2 separate regions of the Macaca mulatta genome follow, and region 2 is linked to region 1. Evidence: chromatin contacts called from public Hi-C data. All regions are on one chromosome and are shown on one strand. The core of a region is the stretch at or near the end of the contact, and the rest is flanking DNA. Distances in the headings are between cores, read along the strand shown. Region 1 holds the start of LOXHD1 (lipoxygenase homology PLAT domains 1). Region 2 holds the start of ARK2N (arkadia (RNF111) N-terminal like PKA signaling regulator 2N).

Region 1 (4,941 bases), core at 1,179-3,678:
CATGTCCCTATCAACTCTTGGTATTTGTGATGGTTAATTTTTGGTGTCAACAGGACTGGATTAAGGATACCTAGAGAGCTGGTAAGGCATGATTTCTGGGTGTGTCCGTGAGGGTGTTTCTAGAGGAGATTGGCATGTGAGTCAGTGAACTGAGTGGGGAACATGTGCCCTCAATGTGGGTGGGCACCATGCAATCCACTGGGGCCCCGATAGAACAAAGAGGCAAAGGAAAGGTGAATGTTTTCTCTCTCTCCTGGAGCTGGGACACCCTTCTTCTCCTGTCCTTGGGCATCAGAACTCTAGGTTCTCCAGTCTTTGGACTCTGGGACTTGCCCCAGCACCCCCTCACCACCAGATTCTCAGGTTGTGGGCCTGGGACTGAGAACTACACCATGGGTTTCCCAGGTTCCCAAGCCTTCTGACTTGGACCCACCACACTACCAGCCTTCCTACGTCTCCAGCATGCAGACTGCCTGTTGTGGGACTTCTCAGCATCCATAATCCCATGGGTTAATGCCCCTAGTAAGCCTTCTTTCATGTATCTATTGATCTGTCTACCCTAGTGGTTCTGTCACTCTGGAGAACCTTGAAATAATATAGAAATAATATGGAATTATTTCCCTGACCTCCTAGCCAGTGTGTTCCAGTACCATGGGATTCTCTAAAAATATTTTGATTTCAGCTTTTAAAATTCTAAGAAACAGCCGGGCGCAGTGGCTCATGCCTGTAATCCCAGCACTTTGCGAGGCCGAGGCCGGCAGATCACAAGTTTAGGAGTTCGAGACCAGCCTGACTAACATGGCGAAACCCTGTCTCTAGTAAAAATACAAAAATTAGCTGGGTGTGGTGGCGCGTGTTTGTAATTCCAGCTACTCAGGAGGCTGAGGCAGGAGAATCACTTGAACCCGGGAGGCAGGAGAATCACTTGAACCCGGGAGGCAGAGGTTGCAGTGAGCTGAGATCACACCGCTGCACTCCAGCCTAGGCGACAAAGCGAGACTCTGTCTCAAAAAAGAATTCTAAGAAACGTTTTGTTGTCTGTTCCCTGAATGGGTACTCGTGTAAAATGAGTTTTCTCAGTAGATTCCTAGTGATCCTTAAAGGAAGGACTCTTCCTAAAGAATCCAGGTGTGTAAACAGCAGCGGTCAAACCACGTATTGCCAGACGGGGGCGCGCGTCACCCACCATTAAACTTCACTCCTGGTCCTCAGCGGACTTTGAGTTGCCTCAAGGGCGGCCCCTCAGCTGAATAGGGAAGGAGGGGAGATTGATCTTTCCTGGGTGGGAACGTTCGGGGTTAGAGATGCCTCCCCCAGTGGAAGATTTGAATGGCTCCAAACAGCAGGGCAGGACCAAAACTGCCCCAGCCCGCCGGGTAGGCATGTGAGTGCAGACTGCTGCTCAGGCGTCCCCTCCAAGTCCTCTCCTCCTCTCCACCTGAAATTCCCCTTTAGAGTCACTACTTTGGCTTAGAGGACAAAATCACACGTGTTGCTTGTAGAGGGCTCCTGTCAGCACACCTAACATACCTGGGAAGCAATGCAGGGCCCCTCAACATAGCTGCACATGAAAGTCACCAGGAGCTTTGCAAACTGGAGCCCAGGCTGCGTCCCAAACCAAGCAAATCAGAATCTTTGGGGGTGGGACCCACGCATTAGTATTCAACACCTCTCCGGGGGATTCTGGTGTGCAGCCAGGGCTGTGCGCCCTGGGATAGGAGCTTGCTGAGACTCTCCTGTGAGTCCAGGTGAGCTGATCGAGTTCGTGAGTTCACCTGGGAAGGCATCAGCTAAGATGATGTTTAAACTTTGGTGCATATAAAGCTCACCTGGCAGGGGCAGTGGGGAGAGTTGTCTGAGTGTCTGTGAGAGGTGCCCTAGCTTTCCTCGTGCCCAGCGGCCACTTCCGGAAGCCCGCAGTCTTGAGGAGATGGAAGCAGAGAGAGAGAACGAGAAGGATCCAGTGAGAACCCCGCCTGCTCCGTAAGGCGATCAGACGTCATGAATAATGGAGAGAAACGGGGGCCTCTGAGTCCTGGGAGCCTGGCTGATTCCGGGACCCCGCCTTCCTCAGGAGGGTCCCGTGTGGGCTGTGAGGCTTGGGAGATCTCCTGGGTGAGGAGCCCTCACCTGTCCCTGGGGTGGCCTAGAGGGATCCCAGGTGGTCCCCTGGCTGTCAGGCCAGGTGGGAAGTGGACGCCAAGGGCTCCGTGTCACCTGATTCTCCATGGGGAGGAGAGGGGGCTGTGGGGAGGGGAGAGGGGAAGGAGGCCAGCCTGCCCTGAACGCCATGAATAAGTGATGAGGCCCAAGGAGAAACCCCAGGACAGGTACAGAGGAGGAGGTGGCTCACCAGAGGGTGGTGGGAGGGGACAGGCACAGGAGGTTCAGAGATAAGGCACTGAGGTTCAGCTCAGGAGCCAGAGAGGGCAGAGGGAACAGCCTCTTGGGCACGGGGAAACCAAGAAAAGGGGGTACTCTGGCCCACCCAGGCCTGAGCTACAGGAGGGCCGTGGGCGCCAGAGCCCAGGGAGGAGGTCTCAGGTTCCCGCAGGTGTGAGGAGGCGGCACAGTGAGCCCGCCAGCGCTGGGAAAAGGCAGCTGACAGAATGATGCCCCAGAAGAAAAAGCGGAGGAAGAAGGACATCGACTTCCTGGCCCTGTACGAAGCAGAGCTGCTGAACTACGCCTCAGAGGACGACGAGGGGGAGCTGGAACACGAGTACTACAAGGCCAAAGGTGCGGGGTCCCAGCCTGGGGGCGTGGGTGGTGCAGCTGGCTGCGGTGGGCGGGGGTCTGTTCCTGGCTGTGGGGGAATCATTCTAAGATTTTGGAGCAAGCCCTTTCTCACTGATTATCCCATGTGTCTATCCCACATCCCCTAGGAGTAAGAAGGCAGGCATTATGCGGGGTGGTGGGGTCCCTGTTGTACATACAGGTGGAGCTACTTGCCTTTAGCCCCCGATTCTCAGTGGAACAGAATAGACTAGAGCCGCAGTGCCCCACGGCCCCATGTTCTCCAGCTCCTGAACGTCCCCAAAGCCACGTTCCAGTCTAGTCCCCGAGAATGTGGTCTGCATCAGGCAGAGCACCCTGAACTTCCGGGGGCATGAAGGGATGTCTTGGGGAGGAAGCCTGACCCCTCATCCTACGCCCACGGTGGTTGATGGAGACGGGGAGCCTGGGACTTTGCAAGGAGATGTCCGTCCCATATGTAGAGGGCAGCCGGTGCTCTGGACCCCAGGGCCTTGTCCTTCTAGTCCCATCTTTCCCTGGGCCACACGAGATCTGCTTGAAATTGCTCTAACTCCTTGCCAGGTAAACCAAAGAAGAGGTCAACTGTGACCCTGGAGCTGGTTTTGGCCTGCAAAGTTTAAGTTGTTTTTTTCCTTTCCTGTGTTTTGAAATCTTTTTGTCTGTGAATGCCGATAGGCTGTGGACATCCAGTTTATCACAGTCTCCACCACTCCCTGTCATCTCATACTAGGTCTGGTTTACTCGTCGGTGCTGCCTGCCTGGTCTCTGAAGCCACTTAAATTCTCAGTGCTGACTCCAAAGTGGCTCGCTAGTCCCTGCAAGCACCATATTCATCCATGCATTCACTCACTCATTCATTCAACAAGTATTTATTGAATGTGTGCCCTGTGCCTGCCCATGGCCTTGTTTGTCCTCCCCTTTCTCCCTCTTCCTGTCCTCACTTTGAAAGCCCAGCTCAGATCCCATCTCTTCCATGAAGCCCTCCTTGATTCCAGTCCACCACGAGTTCCCTGATTATACCCAATTCATAATTGTTCCATTGTTTCCTGCAAAGCTGGTGTGTCTGGCTTGCAGCCACAGACACCCTAAACTCTGTGAGGGCGGGGCCTTGCTGTACTTGTCTTTAGTCCTCTTTGTTCAGCCCCTGCGCAGACCTGGGCTCAGAGGAGGTGGTCTCAGCTGGGGTCAGGAAGGCTGTGGCCCCTTTCCAGGTACAGGATCCTGGGCATCTCCAGGGATAGAAGTGGGGGCTGTAGTAGACGGAAGTGGGCCCAGGACAAAGGAAGCATTGGCCACCTTCTAACAGCATACATGCCTCAAGCTCTGACCCTCTTGTGAGGAGAGGGGCTGGGAGGTGAAACATCGGGGAGGCATCCCCACCATATGTGCTTGGCTTCCCAGGTGACTCTTCCCCAGCCACCGTGACTGCTGGTGAGATCATTCTAGAACCTCTCACAGCCAGCACACTATAGACTTTTGTTTATAGGCTCTGCATGCCTCAGCGTGGCCACAGTGATCCTTCTTTTTATCCTTTCCGAAGCCCTTTTACTAATGTTCTCATGTTTGATCCTTAAGATCCCTGAGCACAGTCAAGGCAGGCAGATTAGTATACTTCACAAGTTAAAAGAGTGAAGCCCTGAGACATTAAGTGACTTGAGCAAGGTCACAAACAGGATGGACCACAAGGATCTCAAATATCTTTTTCCAGGCAAGTGCCCCATTTCATCTCATGATTCTGCCAAATAGGATCATGCACCATGAGCCAGGCACTGAGCTAAGCACTTTATTCATGTTAACCAATTTCATCTTCATGATGACACATTGAGGCAGATGTGTTATATCCTTTTTTTTTTTTTTTTCAGTTGAGGAATCTGAAGCACAGAGAGGTTAAGTAACTTGCTCAAGATCACACAGCTAGTAAATAGCAGAGTTAGGATTTGAATCCGGCTGGTCTGGCTGGTCCTTGCTCTTGTACTGCCCAATTTTGACTGCAGTAAAAATAGCTGGAGAAGAGCAAGTGGAGGTGGGTGCCACGCTGACATTTCTAAGGGAACCATGGACTGTCCTGTCTGTTGCAGGGTGCTGCCTATAAATGTGGATGATGCTAATGGTGGTCACATGCTGAGCTCCAGCTGTGCTGTCATCGTCATCCTCAGTGCTAGAACAACGGGTCCCCTACTTCCT
Region 2 (4,941 bases), core at 928-3,427, 490 kb after region 1:
AAATAAATAAATAAATAAATAAAATAGCGATGTGACTCCTCAGGACATCAGGTAGTAACTAGCAATTGCAGGCCTCTAAAAATGCTTGTTAAACCAAAAGGCAATGCTCTGATTACTGGAGGAATCTAGATTGCCAGGATCAGCAAAACTACATTAGAAAGTTAATAGCTTCCATCCTTAAAATATCCCAAGAGAAGAAAGGGAGTGATTCAAACTGTTAGCATGTACCCAATACTACACAATAATAGCCTAAGCAAAATTGGTAGATGTATTTGTAATTAAGAAGTCCAACCTTGACGAAGTATTATCAGTGGGATTTTAATTTTACTGGGTGGGAGGATTCAAAAAGCAAAAGGTCAGGCAAAAAACGAAAAACCCATCCAAGCCGAAACTGCTCAAGGATCTATCTGGGAGGGCTCCTACCGATGTTCTCTACTTCAACCTGCGAACATCAATTTTGTGATGGGGGCTGCCGGGGACGGAGTGGGGCGGGGGGGTAGGCGGACAATTTAAAAGTGAGAATGAATGGCTTGCGTAAAGGCGACAGTCTTTAAGCCGGGTTCGTCAGTGTACATCCTCACCGGTTTTGAAATAAAGTTGACGAACTCCCCAGAAGCGGTCAATTTTGGAGACTGACACATCTCTCCCATTGACCGGAGGCGCCTGCCGACCGAAGGTAGTGGAAACGCCGAGAGGCAGGCGGCGCCAAGCCTAAGAAAGCCTTTTCTCCCTCCTCCAAGGCCACTGCGGCCGCAGCCCTGGAGCTCTCCACTGCAGGGGCAGGTATCGGCGCCAGACCCCCGGCTCGCGGAGCTGGCGGAGTTGCCGCCACTGCTTCCCAGGCGGGCCTAGGAGCCAGAAAGTTGCGTGAAGACAACTCCAAGGCCGTGAAGCCGCTTCCCCCCGCAGCCCGGGGACTGCGGCACCTCCAGCCTTCTCCTTAGTACCCCACGGAAAAGGACTTGCCTCGACCCGGCCCCAGCGTCTGGGGGCTTGGGGTGCCGTAGCCAACTCCGCCGGGCCGGGAGGACGCTAGGGTCACCAGCGGCTGACGAGCAAGGAGGTTGGAGCGGTGCGATGCCCCCACGTCAGACGCCAGTCCAGGCTGCGAGTTCCCGGCGCCCACCAGCCGGGCCCGCCAGGATCCCAGCGTCCGGACGCCGCAGAGCCCTCACCGCGGCCCGCAGCCCTCCGACTTGCCCCGACCTATCCCTGGGACGCAGCCCGGGCTCCGCAACTCGACCAGTAGCCAGGCCGCGGCCCTGCGCCCCTTCCCGCCTCACCTGCGCTCCGCTGCGACTCCGTGCCTCCTCGCTCGCTCCGCGCGCGCCCCGTCGGGGCACGCACCGACCCCCCGGCTGGGACTCTCCCCGCTGCGGTGACTCAGGACGCGACGGCCACCGCCGCCTTCTCCTCCTCGGAACAAGCGCCGGCGGCGAGCAGAGGGTCGCGGTCAGAGCCCCTGCCGGGACCAAAGTGAACCTCGCCGCCTCCGCAGCCTCTACCACCAAGTCCCTTCAGTCGTCCGCGCCGCCCCCAAGAAAATGTCACCAGAGGCCGTTCCGCTCGGCGCCTCACTTCCGCCCGGAAACACAGAGCCTGCGTCGGCCGGCTAGAGAGGCTGCTGCGCCGGGGACCTCTGGAGACTGGCGCCCGAGGCCCGAGAAAAGCCAGACAGCGCCATCTGGCGCGATGGAACCCGCGCTCCTCCCGCTGCAGACCGCGGGGCGTGAAAGCGCCAGCTCCCCGGGCTTCTTTCCCGCGCTCCCTCCTTCTGTTGAGACCGTCTCCTTCCAGAAATGTCTTTCCCGGGGTGTGTGAAAGCCACTCAATGCAAGACAAGGACAATGCCTTCAACAAAGGACAGCGCTCCCTTTTCTGTGCGCTGCTCAGTACTCACCCCCTCCTGAAGCCCTTCCGAAAGCAGCTCGCGGTGTCTGAATCTTTGAGTCGCTCCAGCCTCCGGAGGGCCCGCGCCCTTCTCTCCCCGCTTTTTCGCGGATGCGGACAGCTGGGCTCGCGGAGACTCAGCCGGGCTCGGGGAGACTAGGCTGAGGTCTTCTTGGGCAGCGGCACCAACATCTGCTCAAGTTTCTGCCGGGGCACCTTGCAGGCCTTGCAGATCGACCGCCACCTGCTGGTGGGACGGGGCCCGCAGGGGAGACGCCGCTCTGCCCCGAATTCCGCCTCTGCAGTCGCCCTCCGATTTGCAGTCAGCCCTTAGGAGGGTAGGGGAAAGGAGGTGGATCGAACCCCGAGAAAGGGGAGGAGGGCGCGGGCCAACTGGCGGGTAGAGGGCTTCCCAAGGAGAAGCAGGAGATGCTGAAGACGCATCTCACGACTCAAGATCTGGCCAAGGACCCGCGCTCACCCAAAGCACTGCAGTGTTTTGAGAAGAAAAATAATAATAATAAAGCTTTCACCTTTACAGAGCTGTGCTGGAACCTCGGATGAGACCCGTCAAGAGGAGATTCTGAAAATCTTACACTACTGAGTCCGTACTCCCCTAAACATCAGTATCCCCCTTCAGACCAGGCCCATTAGTTCCCCCACTTCACTCATTTTTTCTGACTGCCTACAGGAGTGCGAGTTTTTCATCCCTAACTACAAGAATAATTATGAAAAGAAAATAACTTTTATTGAATGCCTATTACATACCAGGCACTTTGCATTTAAATGGGTTAAATTCTTTTTTTTTTTTTTTTTTTTTTTTTTTTGAGACGGAGTCTCACTCTGCCGCCCAGGCTGGAGTACAGTGGCCAGATCTCGGCTCACTGCAAGCTCTGCCTCCCGGGTTCACGCCATTCTCCTGCCTCAGCCTCCTGAGTAGCTGGGACTACAGGCGCCCGCCACCTCGCCCGGCTAGTTTTTTTTTTGTATTTTTTTAGTAGAGACGGGGTTTCACCGTGTCAGCCAGGATGGTCTCGATCTCCTGACCTCGTGATCCGCCCGTCTCGGCCTCCCAAAGTGCTGGGATTACAGGCTTGAGCCACCGCGCCCGGCCGGGTTAAATTCATTGAATCCTCTTTACAACTCATAACAACCCTATGAGTTGGATGGCATTACTAGCCCCAAGTTGCAAAGGTGGAAACTGAGGCACAGAGTGACCTGCCCAAGATGACACATCCAAGTAAGTGGCAGTGTTGGATTACAACACAGGCAGAGCTTACTTCTTAACCACAGCCACCACTGCCTCATTGAGAATCACTGAGAACGTAGTGTGTGCTAGCTAAGTAGTTTATCTGTATATGTTATTTCACTCGTTCATTCATGTATTTACTTTCTGCTACCTGAGTCCTCAAGGGATTTGAGAGGTTGTGGGGTAGTGACAAGAGCCCAGCCTCTTGCAGGAAAAAAAGAAAAGAAAAGAAAAAATCACTATTAAGATCACAACTGTCCGAAAATGAATGAGTGAATGTGGACTAATACACTGAGTTTTTAAAAGATTCCATGACAGTCTGATCTAACCAATGCTGTGGGAATACTGAAGTAGGGCCCTGACTACTGAGATACCATCTTGGGTCCTTCTCCTGTTTTTTGTTGTTATTGTTGTTTCTTTGTTTTTTGTTCTGTTTTGTTTTGTTTTTTTCTTGAGACAGAGTCTTGCTCTGTCACCCAGACTGGAGTGTAGTGGCGCGATCTTGGCTCACTGCAACCTCTGCCCCCCCAGTTCAAGCGATTCTCCTGCCTCAGCCTCCCGAGTAGCTGGGATTACAGGCGCATGCCACCACGCCCGGCTAATTTTTAATATTTTTTAGTAGAGACAGGGTTTCACCATGTTGGCCAGGCTAGTCTCGAACTCCTGACCTCAGGTTCTCCACCCGCCTCAGCCTCCCAAAGTGCTAGGATTACAAGTGTAAGCCACCACACCCAGCCCCTTCTCCTGTTTAATACCGATAAGTCAGTTTCCTGCAGCGAATGGCCTTTGCATATTTTTGGAGGCTAGGGTATTTGATATCCTAATTACTAATATGTTTATTACTACTGTATTTCCATTATTAAATGGGACAGTTACTTGCTTCTTCCTCTTCTTCTGTAGGAGCAGAAGGGACCCTACTTCTGCCTCAAAGTCTTCTGTGTATCCAATACTTAGCTCTACAAGCTCCTGAAATGCCATCTCCCCCACAAAACCAGCTCAGCCCAGACACAACCCCCATCACCACTACCCTCACTACCCACTCTATCCCGGCCTCCCGCTGTGGGTCAAGACTGCCCTGCTCACACACACGCTCCTACAAACATGTCTGCCCTTGGCCTATCTGTAGGGTTACTACTAAATCCTATTTGTCATCCTCTCAATTTCTGTCATAGCCCTAGAGTCCAGAGCCAAGCCTGTCAGAATCACTCTTCACCATCATTTTTTGCACCTGATATACCACCTAGCCTGGGGCTAAGCCTGCAGCAGGTACCTGCCAGCCGTAGTGGCCTGGACAGTAGCATCAGGGTGTGGCTGGTCTGGCTTTGACTGTAATCTGATCTATCCTGACTGAGCAGGTTACTTCTACCATTTGCCCTGTAAAATGGACATGATTTTGAGAACCACCCTACAGATGATGAAAGTAGGGGAGACGAGGGGAGGAACCCTCATTTTTGGGCTCTGGGCTGCCCCCTCCCTTCCATCTCAGATTACTAAGAATTGGGCAACCTAAGGCCAGGCGTGGTGGCTCAGGCCTGTAATCCTAGCACTCTGGGAGGCCAAGGCAGGCAGATCACTTTAGGTCGGGAGTTCAAGACCAGCCTGGCCAACATGGTGAAACCCCGTCTCTACTAAAAATACAAAAAATTAACCAGGCGTGGTGGCACACACCTGTAGTCCCAGCTACTCTGGAGGCTGAGACAGGAGAATCACTTGAATCCTGGAGATGGAGGTTGCAGTGAGCCAAGACTATGCCACTGCACTCCAGCCTGGGTGACAGAGTGAGATCTGTCTCAAAAAAAAAA

The links. A called contact is a pair of places that touch in the nucleus more often than the background predicts.
Region 2: a Hi-C map of fetal cortex germinal zone shows a contact between it and region 1, with 5 times the contacts expected there. The contact joins the promoter of ARK2N here to the promoter of LOXHD1 in region 1. A contact is called at or near these places in 4 of 14 Hi-C or Micro-C datasets (cortical neurons, fetal cortex germinal zone, fetal cortical plate and 1 more).

Annotation. Positions count from the first base shown.
Region 1 is chr18:45,749,052-45,753,992 of T2T-MMU8v2.0, forward strand. LOXHD1 (lipoxygenase homology PLAT domains 1) reads left to right here and starts at 2,429. Exons shown (of 41, transcript XM_015121870.3): 1 at 2,429-2,739. The coding sequence starts at 2,610.
Region 2 is chr18:46,241,204-46,246,144 of T2T-MMU8v2.0, forward strand. ARK2N (arkadia (RNF111) N-terminal like PKA signaling regulator 2N) reads right to left here and starts at 2,178. Exons shown (of 4, transcript XM_077975538.1): 1 at 1,901-2,178.